Regions from separate parts of the Macaca mulatta genome. Here region 1 is linked to region 2. A link is a contact called in public Hi-C data. All regions are on one chromosome and are shown on one strand. The core of a region is the stretch at or near the end of the contact, and the rest is flanking DNA. Distances in the headings are between cores, read along the strand shown.

What was found. Hi-C and Micro-C count contacts between places; a contact is called where the count stands out from the background.
Region 1: a contact with region 2 is called in a Hi-C map of fetal cortical plate, with 2.3 times the contacts expected there. The contact joins the promoter of UGCG here to the promoter of PTBP3 in region 2. A contact is called at or near these places in 4 of 14 Hi-C or Micro-C datasets (blood, cortical neurons, fetal cortex germinal zone and 1 more).

The regions. Positions count from the first base shown.
Region 1 is chr15:46,417,443-46,423,073 of T2T-MMU8v2.0, forward strand. UGCG (UDP-glucose ceramide glucosyltransferase) reads right to left here and starts at 2,506. Exons shown (of 9, transcript NM_001257723.1): 1 at 2,338-2,506. The coding sequence starts at 2,435.
Region 2 is chr15:45,977,181-45,982,006 of T2T-MMU8v2.0, forward strand. PTBP3 (polypyrimidine tract binding protein 3) reads left to right here and starts at 2,431. Exons shown (of 14, transcript XM_077968333.1): 1 at 2,431-2,580.

The DNA of each region.
Region 1 (5,631 bases), core at 1,256-3,755, 440 kb after region 2:
AAAGAAACAGAAAGACCTATCTACCTAAAACACACATGCGCAAACACTGTTCTCCATGTCAAATATATGTACAAAGTTAAAAGACAAATAACAGATTGGGGAAAAGAATGCTACATATGACAGATAACAGAAAAACAACCTTTATATCACAAAGATGAATTCAGCAACAGATTGCAGCACAGGCAGGATTATGAGTATGTAATTTACATCTAAATGTAACTAGCATATAAACGTATTTTAAAAGTGCTCAATGTAACTTTAAAGGAATGAAAATAAAAACAGTGAAATGCCTGCTACTTAGTGTTTGTAAGGCACAACGGGGCTATCATACAATGTTACCAGGACTGTGAATATATATAACATTTCTATGGGGCCAATATGTATCAAAGTTTAAAATGTGCACCACTTCTGGCCCAATAATTCCTCTTTCGGAAATATAACTAAGGAGATCATTTCTCAAAGATGTATGCATACAAATTCATCACAGTGTTGTTTGTAATCTAGATAAATTGGAAACAACCTACACATCCATCAATAATAATAAATTTCAGTACCTGGTAAACTAAAATATCATGCATCTATTACAAATGATGTAGAGATCATACAGATATTGACATGAAAAAAATGGTCATGACATTTTACAGGATAGTTCCATGTGAACAGGGGCCTTGGAATGTTTGCTCTTCATTCTTCCAGCAACTAGAACAGTGCCTTGCACAAAACGGCTTTTCAATAAACATTTATTAAAAAATGAACTTTAAAGCAGGTTACAGAACAATAATCATAATATAGCCCTTTTCTCTCTTCCCCCTTCCCCTCCATCCTTTGCTCTCTCTCACACACACACACACAAATTGGAAGGACAGTCACAAAAGGTTGACAAGGTAATGTACTTTTGGTGTGTGCATGTTTTATTTTTCTCCATCCCTATCTATTGCATAAATTCCTTACACGGTAAGCATTTTTTATTTTTATGACTGTAAAAAGTAACAATTTTTTTTAAAGGAAAAGAACTCACATATTTTAAATGAATTCCAGAATGTGCTCAGTGACTAAGCTCACAAACTCCAAAAACTAAAGTCAACAATATCCAAGTGGCATGTTTTCTTTCACTTTCAAAGAAATATCAGTATAACTTGTACCAGCAGCATCTTTCTTAGTACCAGGAAATGCCACACTGTACTAATAAAATACAGTGTTTCCAAAAGCAAAGGCACACTTCTTCCGCAGTAAAAAGGAAAAAACAAAAACAAAAACAACTAAAAGTAACTAATTTCTTAAAGTCTCTTCCACTAACATACACTCTATTCTAGTTCATGGTAACGATTACTATATACAATTGTTCTTTTTCTCACCCAGACTAAAAATCCAAGTGAATCGATATCAGTAATGTGCTCTATATAATTTTTTCATTTCTTTACAGAGGCAGACTTCACCTTAAACAGTGGATATACCAAACTAGCCACATACCCCATGTCTCTATTCATGCCATCACCCAGTTCTATTTCACTTACATGCTTCATCACAATCTCATAACCTTATTCAGATTTTATCTGCTTCTTCCTTCTAGAATGTAAGCCCCATGAGGACAGGAATTGTGTCCTGCTCACCACCGTGTCCCCTGGCCAAGAATAGTGAATGGTATCTAGTAGGCCTCAAGAAGTATTTGTTAAACAAAAATGAAAAGATGTGGCGGGCGGGGGGTGAGTACAAATCTACATAAGACAGTAAGACGAGGAATTGAAAAAAGGAAAGAAAACCACGCTGATATGTACAAGCTACAGGACTCAAAGCTATCATGCCAGCTCGCAGGTTTGGTGGACATTTTTCAGGGTGGACAGGTGCTTCACACCTATCTAAGCGCACAGAGCTCTTCCAGGAAGAAGAAAATCCACAGGGAGGTGTCCAGAGAGCTGTGAGCAGCTCCCAGAAAAGTGGACACAATCACCACCCTAACAGAAACGTGGCCCAGGTCGGAAGAAAAAAACAATACACCATACATCTCGGCCCAGATGAAAAATCACACGAATCCCCAGCACAACCAAACCGATCCACCACCTTCATTCAGCCTGACATGTAAGAGCAGTCTCCTTTCGCCTGGCTGGGCAGTCACCGGCAACCCAGCAAACCCCTCCCTCGCCCAACACTTTTCCCTCTCAAAGACCACCGCCACTGCCGGTCCGAGGGGCGAGGGAACGGGGGGGGGAACAGCCTGAGGATCAGCTTTCTCCACCCCCGCCCGAGCCCAGTCCCCTTCAAAGCACAAACATTTCCCATTCTCGCCTGTCCCCGAGGCCCGGACCCCCGCCCGAGCCCCTCCTGCGGTCCCTCACTCACGTGTAGATGATGGCCATGAAATGCATCAGCCACAGCACCAAGAAGAGGACGAACCCGAAGACGGCCATTCCCTCCAGGGCCAGGTCCAGCAGCGCCATCCCCCGGCCCGCCGGCCCGGCCCGGCCCGCTGCGGCCGCCAACACGGACAACCCTCCCGCAGGAGGAGGACAGGGTGGGCGCCCGGTGCGGGGGCGCGGGAGGCGAGAAGAAGGTGGGGAGAGGAAGGGGCGGAGGGGGGTGGGGACGCAAGGGGCGGGCAGGGCCTGCGCGCCCCCGCCCGCGCGCTCTCGCCCGCGCGCTGCCTTCGGCGCGCTCGCGGGTGGCTGCGGGTGCTGCGGTCTCCCGGCTCTGGTCGGGGCAACTGCGGCCCCACGCCCCGGCTCGCCTCTCCCGACCCTCGCTGCCGCCGGCCAGACCCTGCGCTCCGGCACCTCCGCCGCCTCTCCGTCTCGCCGCTGGGCTCCCGGCCGAGCAGCTCCGCTGCCTGGCTCCGCCGCCGCAGCTCCGCGCACTAATCAAAACCGGCGGCTCGCGCCCCACTCCTCGGCGCGTCCCGCCCCCGGAACCGCGGCGCCCGCCTCTCCCAGGGGCGGTGCCCCCGCCGCTCCACGCCCACCCTGCCGCCCGCGCGCCCGCTGCGGCGCCGGCGAGAGCGCGCCGGGGAGATAGTGTCCTGCTGTCCGCTGGACGCCGGCCGGGCTTCCTCCGGCTCCTGGCTCCGGCTGCCGCCCGCCTAGGCGGGAAGCGTTGTAGCCCTGGGCCGAGCTCCCTTGGCGGCGGTGGCGGCTCGGGACCCTGTGCATGGCCCGGAGGCTGCTCTCCCTCCGTCCGGCCCTGCTGTTCCCGGGTGCCCCAGAAAAAGACGCGGGTTCCGGGCAGCTGCCGGAGCTTGTCTCGAAATCCCACTTCCAACGCCGCGTCTGCAGCCTCCCCGCCGGGCACTGCTCGGAGGAACCAGGCCCTCCTCCAGGCCACCTTCCTGGGCGCAAGGGTTGCCCATTGCCTTCCCTCTTACTGCTTTTAGTGCTGTGAGATATTGGATCAAAAGGGACCTGAGAGTGAAATAATCTCCATGCGCCTCACAGATCTCTAAGCGCCTTGGCGACCGTGTGTATTATAAAAAGAAAATCTCAAACTCAGAATTAAAGAATCAGTTGATTCTGAAATCCCCTAAGACTGCTGTCCAATACGGTAGCCACATGTGGCTAAGTGAGGGTTGTTGGAAAGGCAGCTCGCCACTCTGTGGAATACAGTGTAAACAGTACACCAGATGTGGAAGACCATCTCGTTAGTAAATTTTATATTGATTGCATGTTGAAAAGATAATATTTTGGACATATTACATTAAATTAGATAAATTATTAAGTTAATTTCTCTTTTTAAAGACTTTAACTGTGGCTAACTACTAGAAAATTTTGATTGTATATGTGGACAGCACAGCTCTAAAATGGAAAGAAATGCCACTTGGGTAGTAGGGTAACTATTTGTCCTAATTTTAAGTAATTCCAAGAAGATGCTAGTACTCCATGTTTCTGTTTCTTCAATCTAGATGAGTTTATGCTATTTCTACATTGTTTTATGTTTATTGTTTCAAGTAATTTCCTTTTAAATAATCCACGACCTCCCTTGAGAGATTTCAGAATTGAATTCAATTTTGAAAAGAAGCTGTGGCCGGGTGCGGTGGCTCGCGCCTGTAATACCAACACTTTGGGGCCGAGGCAGGTGGATCACGAGGTCAGGAGTTCAAGACCGGCCTGGCCAAGATGGTGAAAGCCTGTCTCTACTAAAATTACAAAAAATTAGCCGGGTGTGGTGGCGGGCGCCTGTAATCCCAGCTACTCCGGAGGCTGAGGCAGAGAATTGCTTAAAGCTGGGGGGCGGAGGTTGCAGTCAGCCGAGATTGCGCCGCTGCACACCAGCCTGGGTAACAGAGCGGGATTCCGTCTCAAAAAAAAAAAAAAAAAAAAAAAAAAAAGACAGAAAGAAAAGTTGTTTATTATTGCTGTTTATGATAGTTAATAGTGACTGAATGATCTACCTCAATCTGCAAATAAATGACAAACTACAACTAGAAGAGTTAATGTCCGAACCATTCCTCGATTAACATCCTTGGTTCCACTGGTGTAGAATCAGTGGGAAAGAACAATGCTTCGAAATCAAATTCCCGCTGTTAAGAGTTTCTGGTTGATAAAAATAGCAGGATTGAGGGCCAGGCGCAGTGGCTCATGCCTGTAATCCCACCAGTTTGGGAGGCCCAGACAGGAGGATTGCTTGAAGCCAGGAGTTTGGGAGATCAGCCTGGGCAACATGACGAAACTCTGTCTCTACAAAACAAAAACAAAAACAAAAACAAAAACCAAAGCAAAACAATTAGCCAGGTATGGTGATGGCACCTGTAGTCCCAGCTACTGGGAAGGCTGAGGTGGTAGGATCACCTGTTCCTAGGAAGTGGCGGATGCAGTGAGCTGTGATCGTGCCACTTGACTCCAGCCTGGGTGACAGTGAGACCCTGTAAAAAAACACACAAACAAACAAACAAAAAAACCAGAATAGAATCCTGATACTGAAATAACATTCCAAACAAAAATTTACTGTTGTAGTTAATTCTAAAGCACACTTCAAAAAAACACTAATAAATTTTAATTTCTCTGAAATGGAAATGCATCTCATCGTCAATGCCATATTACAATTAATTAGCGTGTGTTTTATCTTTTTCCCTTTTTTTTTTCTGAGATGGAGTCTCGGTCTGTTGCCCAGGCTGGAGTGCAGTGGCATGATCTAGGCTCATGGCAACCTCTGCCTCCCCGAGTTCAAGCAATTCTCCTGTCCCACCTTCCCGGGTAGCTGGGACTACGGTGCATGCCACGACGCCCAACTAATTTTTGTGTTTTTAGTAGAGACAGGGTTTCACCATATTGGTCAGGCTGGTCTCGAACTCCTGACCTCAGGTGATCCACTGGCCTCAGCCTTCCAAAGTGCTGGGATTACAGGCATGAGTCACCGCGCCCAGCCAATGGCTTGTGGGTTTTTTTTTTACTCAAATATAAAATAATAGTGCATCTTAGTGATATATAAAATAATACTGCATCTTATAATTAAATGCCCTCTTAGATTTAAGGAACTACACCAATTGCTTAATTTAAGCATTGTTTTATATTCTGCATTTTTTGAAAAAAATGTTTTCTGAAACCTTACAACAAAGGATTTTATACAGTATGACCAATAACACAAAAAAATGAGGCCAAAGAAATGTGAATGTAGATATTCTTAAGAGTTAACAAATTTGCTAAATTG
Region 2 (4,826 bases), core at 1,181-3,680:
TACTAAAAATACAAAAATTAGCCAGGCAGGGTGGCAGGCGCCTGTAATCCTAGCTACTCCAGAGGTTGAGGCAGGGGAATCGCTTGAGCCTGGGAGGTGGAGGTTGCAGTGAGCTGAGATTGCGCCACTGCACTCCAGCCTGGAGTCTCCCTTTGTCACACAGGATGGAGTGCAGTGGCACGATCTCGGCTTACTGCAACCTCCACTTACTGGGTTCAAGAGATTCCCGTGTCTCGGTCGCCCGAGTAGCTGGGATTACAGGCGTGCGCCACCAAGCCGGACTAATTTTCCTATTTTTAGTAGAGACGGGGGTTTCACCATGTTAGCCAGGCTGGCTTTGAACTCCTGACCTTAAATGATCTGCCCGCCTTGGCCTCCCAAAGTGCTGGGATTACAGGCATGAGCCACCACGCCCGGCCATAATCCAGGATTTTTAGGTGAAAAAAAAAAAAAGAAAAAGAAAAAGAAAAAAAAGAAAAATGGTAAAGGTTGCCCGGCGCGGTGGCTCACGCCTGTAATTCCAGCACTTTGGGAGGCCGAGGTGGGTGGATCACGAGGTCAGGAGTTCGAGACCAGCCTGACCAACATGGTGAAATCCCGTCTCTACTAAAAACACAAAAACTAGCCGGGCGTGGTGGCGGGCGCCTGTAATCCCAGCTACTCAGGAGGCTGAGGCAGGAGAATCACTTGACCCGGGAGGTGGAGGTTGCAGTGAGCCCAGACTGTGCCACTGTACTCCAGCCTGGGAGACAGAGCAAGACTCCGTCTCAAAAAAAAAAAAAAAAAAGGTAAAGGTCTCGAAGGATGCACGCAAAATTTTTACAGTGGTAGACATGGGCGGGGGTGGTTTGGGAAGAAAAATATAATTAATAACTTTTCAATATTTTATATCATTTGAATTTTCCAAAATGAGCATTTATGCTGATATTACTTGTGTAGCTAAAAAAAAAGTTAAGGAAATTTCATCAACAGAATATATCCCAAATACAGCGATAGAAAGACTGCATCAGCTACTTATCTTGTTGATTCTACATTTCCATCTGGCAATGTTTACAAATGCAACTTAATATTTAGATTTAATATACAAAACAAAATATATTTGACATTTTGGAAGAGGGACTGAGGTTAGATACAGTACTTTAAGAATGACCTCACCGAATCACTCTACCTATGTGAAAAGTTTTATGCCAAAAACATACATAAACTGACTGAGGAATCCATTCAACAGTGACGGCTGGAACCTGATTTTCTTTTGTATCCATGCAGTGCCCGGCACATAGTAGGTTAATACTGACTGAATGATGAATGAGTCCACAGTTTAGATCTTTTTAGTAGCACCTACTGATCTGAAAGCAGGAAATTAGCAAGGATAGATGTTTGAAGTTCTTGTTAGTTGCTTTTCAAATGACGAAGCCACGGGGAGGAGCCCCGCTCTTTTTTACTCAGGAGGTTAAGACTTTTGCTTAACAGTTTAGTGGGTTACGTTTTGGTGATCTTTGAGTTGAAAAAGTATTCTATTTCACACTAAAAAGGGAAAAAAGCAAGCGTGTTGTCACTCGTTGTATTATATATATACTTTTTGCTCAGACCAGAGGAGAGGGCTCTCTGATGCAAACGTTTCCTGGTTGTGAAACTGTGAGCAAATCACTCTCTTTATATCCATATTTTCATCTGAAAAAAGCGAATAATGAGTAAACTTTTTTAAAATGCTAGAAATATAGCCATTCCATGTTTCTACAATGAATTTTTCATGTACATTCAATACTAGACGGTCAGGTCGAAATGCACTCAGATACTTAGAGTGTATACAAATTCCAGTCCGGGCGGCCTCTTTCACCTCATTCATCGCCCCAGCCACACCTATGGGGCTGCTGCCGGTACCAGCGGTCGACTCCAGCGCGAAGCGGCCAGAGGCTGGCCCCTGGACGTGCCATCTACAGCCTTGCGCACGCGGGGCAATTCTACCTCGTTTCTGGGGTCCTCGCGGGACATTCCTGCCTACTCTTGGGAGTCGGGTCCCCAAGGCTTTTCCCGCCGGCAGAGGGAGGCATTCAAACCCGGCAGCCCGGGTCTGCGAAGCCGGAAGGCCCGCGGGGCCGCGAGAGGGCGGGTGGGGCGCGCGGCGGAGCGGGAAGCACAAGGCGCGCGCTCCCGCGAACGCAGGAGGGAGGCTGGGGGCGCGCGCGCGCGCCGGGATGAGGGGCCGAGAGGCGGGGTCTTACAGCGACCGCTGGAAGAGGGCGCCCCAGAGCCGAGCCGGAGGCCGGCTGCGAGCCGGGCGAGGGTGGGCGCGAGCGCAGGGGCGGGCCCCGAGGGAGGGCGGGGACGCTGAGGGGGCGGGGGCGGGCCAGACGGGGACGCGCTCGCGGGGTGGGGAAGGCGGGGGCGCGGCGGTGGCGGGAGCGTGCCCGGTCCCCGCCCCTGTTTCCCACTCTCCTTCCACCTCGGACCGGCCGGGGCTCCGCAGAGGCGACGCTCGCTTGTCCCCGGAACCGCCCTGCTGCCGCCGCCTGCTTCCTCCGCTTGCGGTTAGCCCGTCAGTCCCTGCTCTGTGCGCGCCTCCGTCTGGGCCATGGATGGGTAAGTGCTAGGCGGCGTGGCGGCCGCACCGGGTTGCTCTGGCGCCGCTTCCACCCGGCTCTCGGCGGGACGCGCAAGGGCTGGGAAGCCGTGCGCGGCGCCGGCGGCCGGAGGAGCGGCCCCGGCCAAGCCCGACGGTGGGGCTTCCGGGCGTCTCTGTGGGGATCCCGGAATCGCCGAGGCGCGGTCCGCCGCAGCCTCTCTTTTCCCCACGCGGTGCCCGGGACACGTCCGCTCCTTCCCAGCCTTACTCGACACACCCGGGAGCGGAAGAAAGCCCGGTCCGGCCGCGGTGCCGAGGTCCGCCTTCCGCGCCCCGAGTCCGGGGAGCCCAGCTCGGCCTCCCGACACTTCCTCTCAGAAAATGGTGCGCGGCGCTGGGGGAGGCGGAGGCGGCGCGCGGGGCGGGCGTCCTCCTGCCGGGGGAGTTGCTGTTTACCGGCGAGGTGGGGCGAGCGGCCGACGGCGGGTGCAGGCGTCGGTACCCGTCTGGGCGGCGACCTGGTCTCAAGCCGCGGTCCCACGCGGGGTCCCCGGGCCGCCGCGGGACTTGGCCGAGGTCTCCCGACTTGTGCTGTGAGATACGTTAACGTTTTCTCGACATCAGGGATCTGGACTTAGTGACCGTGGACGCTTCCCCCTCACCATTCTCTCTCCCCAAGAAACTTAATGAATTCTCTGCCCGCGTATGTAAAATATGATGTACGAGCGATTTTCGGGGGCCTTTCAAATGCTCAAAAATTTAATGGGGGTCCGTGACCAAAATAAAAAGATTTAGAGTCTATGTATATGAACGGTGCTCTGGGGACTCAGGGATATGGGGTGGGACTTGACATATTTTGGTAATTAAAGTAACAACTATGTTAGGATCTTGGTGAATTAATTGAAGGTTGTAGTGTCTGTACCTACAGATTAAAAAAAAAATCTCCAACTCGGTTTATTCCCTTTATGTATTTGAGGTTTTGTTTGGCTTGTTACCTACTTTCGATGACAAGATTTCTGTAAGGTTGTGGAATATATGCAACTTGCTAGAACAGTAAAAGTCGTTCACATGTTGCCATATAGTTGATAATTGTTATGCTATTTGAAGAAGATGAAATCTTCCAACAGGTTTTGACCTCATTAGATTTCATTTATTTTACTTTCACAATATTAAGTGTATATGACATTTCGGATTGATTCATTTGAATACAGATTGCACACTGCTCCAGATATCGAAGTGGAATTTTAGATTTTATTCATGATTGGGATGTTCTTTATTTTTATTTAATTGAAGCTTTAAAAATTTTCTTAAAATTATAACTTTTGGGTCCACAGTAGGTGTGTATATTTTGGGGGGAATTGAAGCTGTTTTTATTGTTTGAAGTTTCTTCGAGAATATTGTTGAAAACTTATTTCACATTGCCTTATTCAGTTAGATTTTATATGTTGAAACATTTTGTGGTCGTAAAGATTTGTGTCGTACTAATATTTTGGTTCAGGCAGGCTGTGAAATTAGCATTTCATTATGTGTAGTTAATTGTCTGGAGGGTTTGACTTAAATATGGATGCAGGCTATTCTTTTGTGTCATAAAATTTATAGTTTTAATAAAGAGGACTCTTGAATTTTGCGTCTTTGCTGTTAAACTCTAAGATAACTGTGAAGTGCAAACTTACTTTTTGATAGTGTTTAAGAAGTTAACTCTCCCTTCACCCTATTTGTGGTTTTAGAGGTAGTATTGGGTTTATTGGTTTCAATATGCAAGGCAGTTATACAGATACTGACTGGAAGGTAAGTTCATTTGGAAGTTCAGGTCGGAGCATAAGTTGCCCTTTGCATCAGAACCAATAATCGTAGTGTTAAACAATCTTATTTTTTATGCAGCAAGGGTCCAGTTACTTTTCACATTTAAATTTTAGACAAATGAATTTCAAGTTTCAGAAGTTACAAGGAAAAATAAAAAATCCACGTGGTATTTTTAAAACACTTTTTACATCATCTAGAGTCATTTGTTAACTTTTATGAGGTAATGATGACATAGGTTATTAACAATATGTAGAATGTATTTGTAGCTTTCTTCTAGGAGATAAGAAAGAAACATCAATCGAAGACAGTTTCTTGGGGCTTAGAAAAGAAGAGTTTTTGTATGGCAGGACTTTAAAGGGGATTTTCACACCCTGGTCTTAAGGGATGTGGTTTAAGAATACAGTGCATTTTTGCCTTCAGGAGACTAATTAAATTTCTACATTTTCCAACAGCCTGAAAA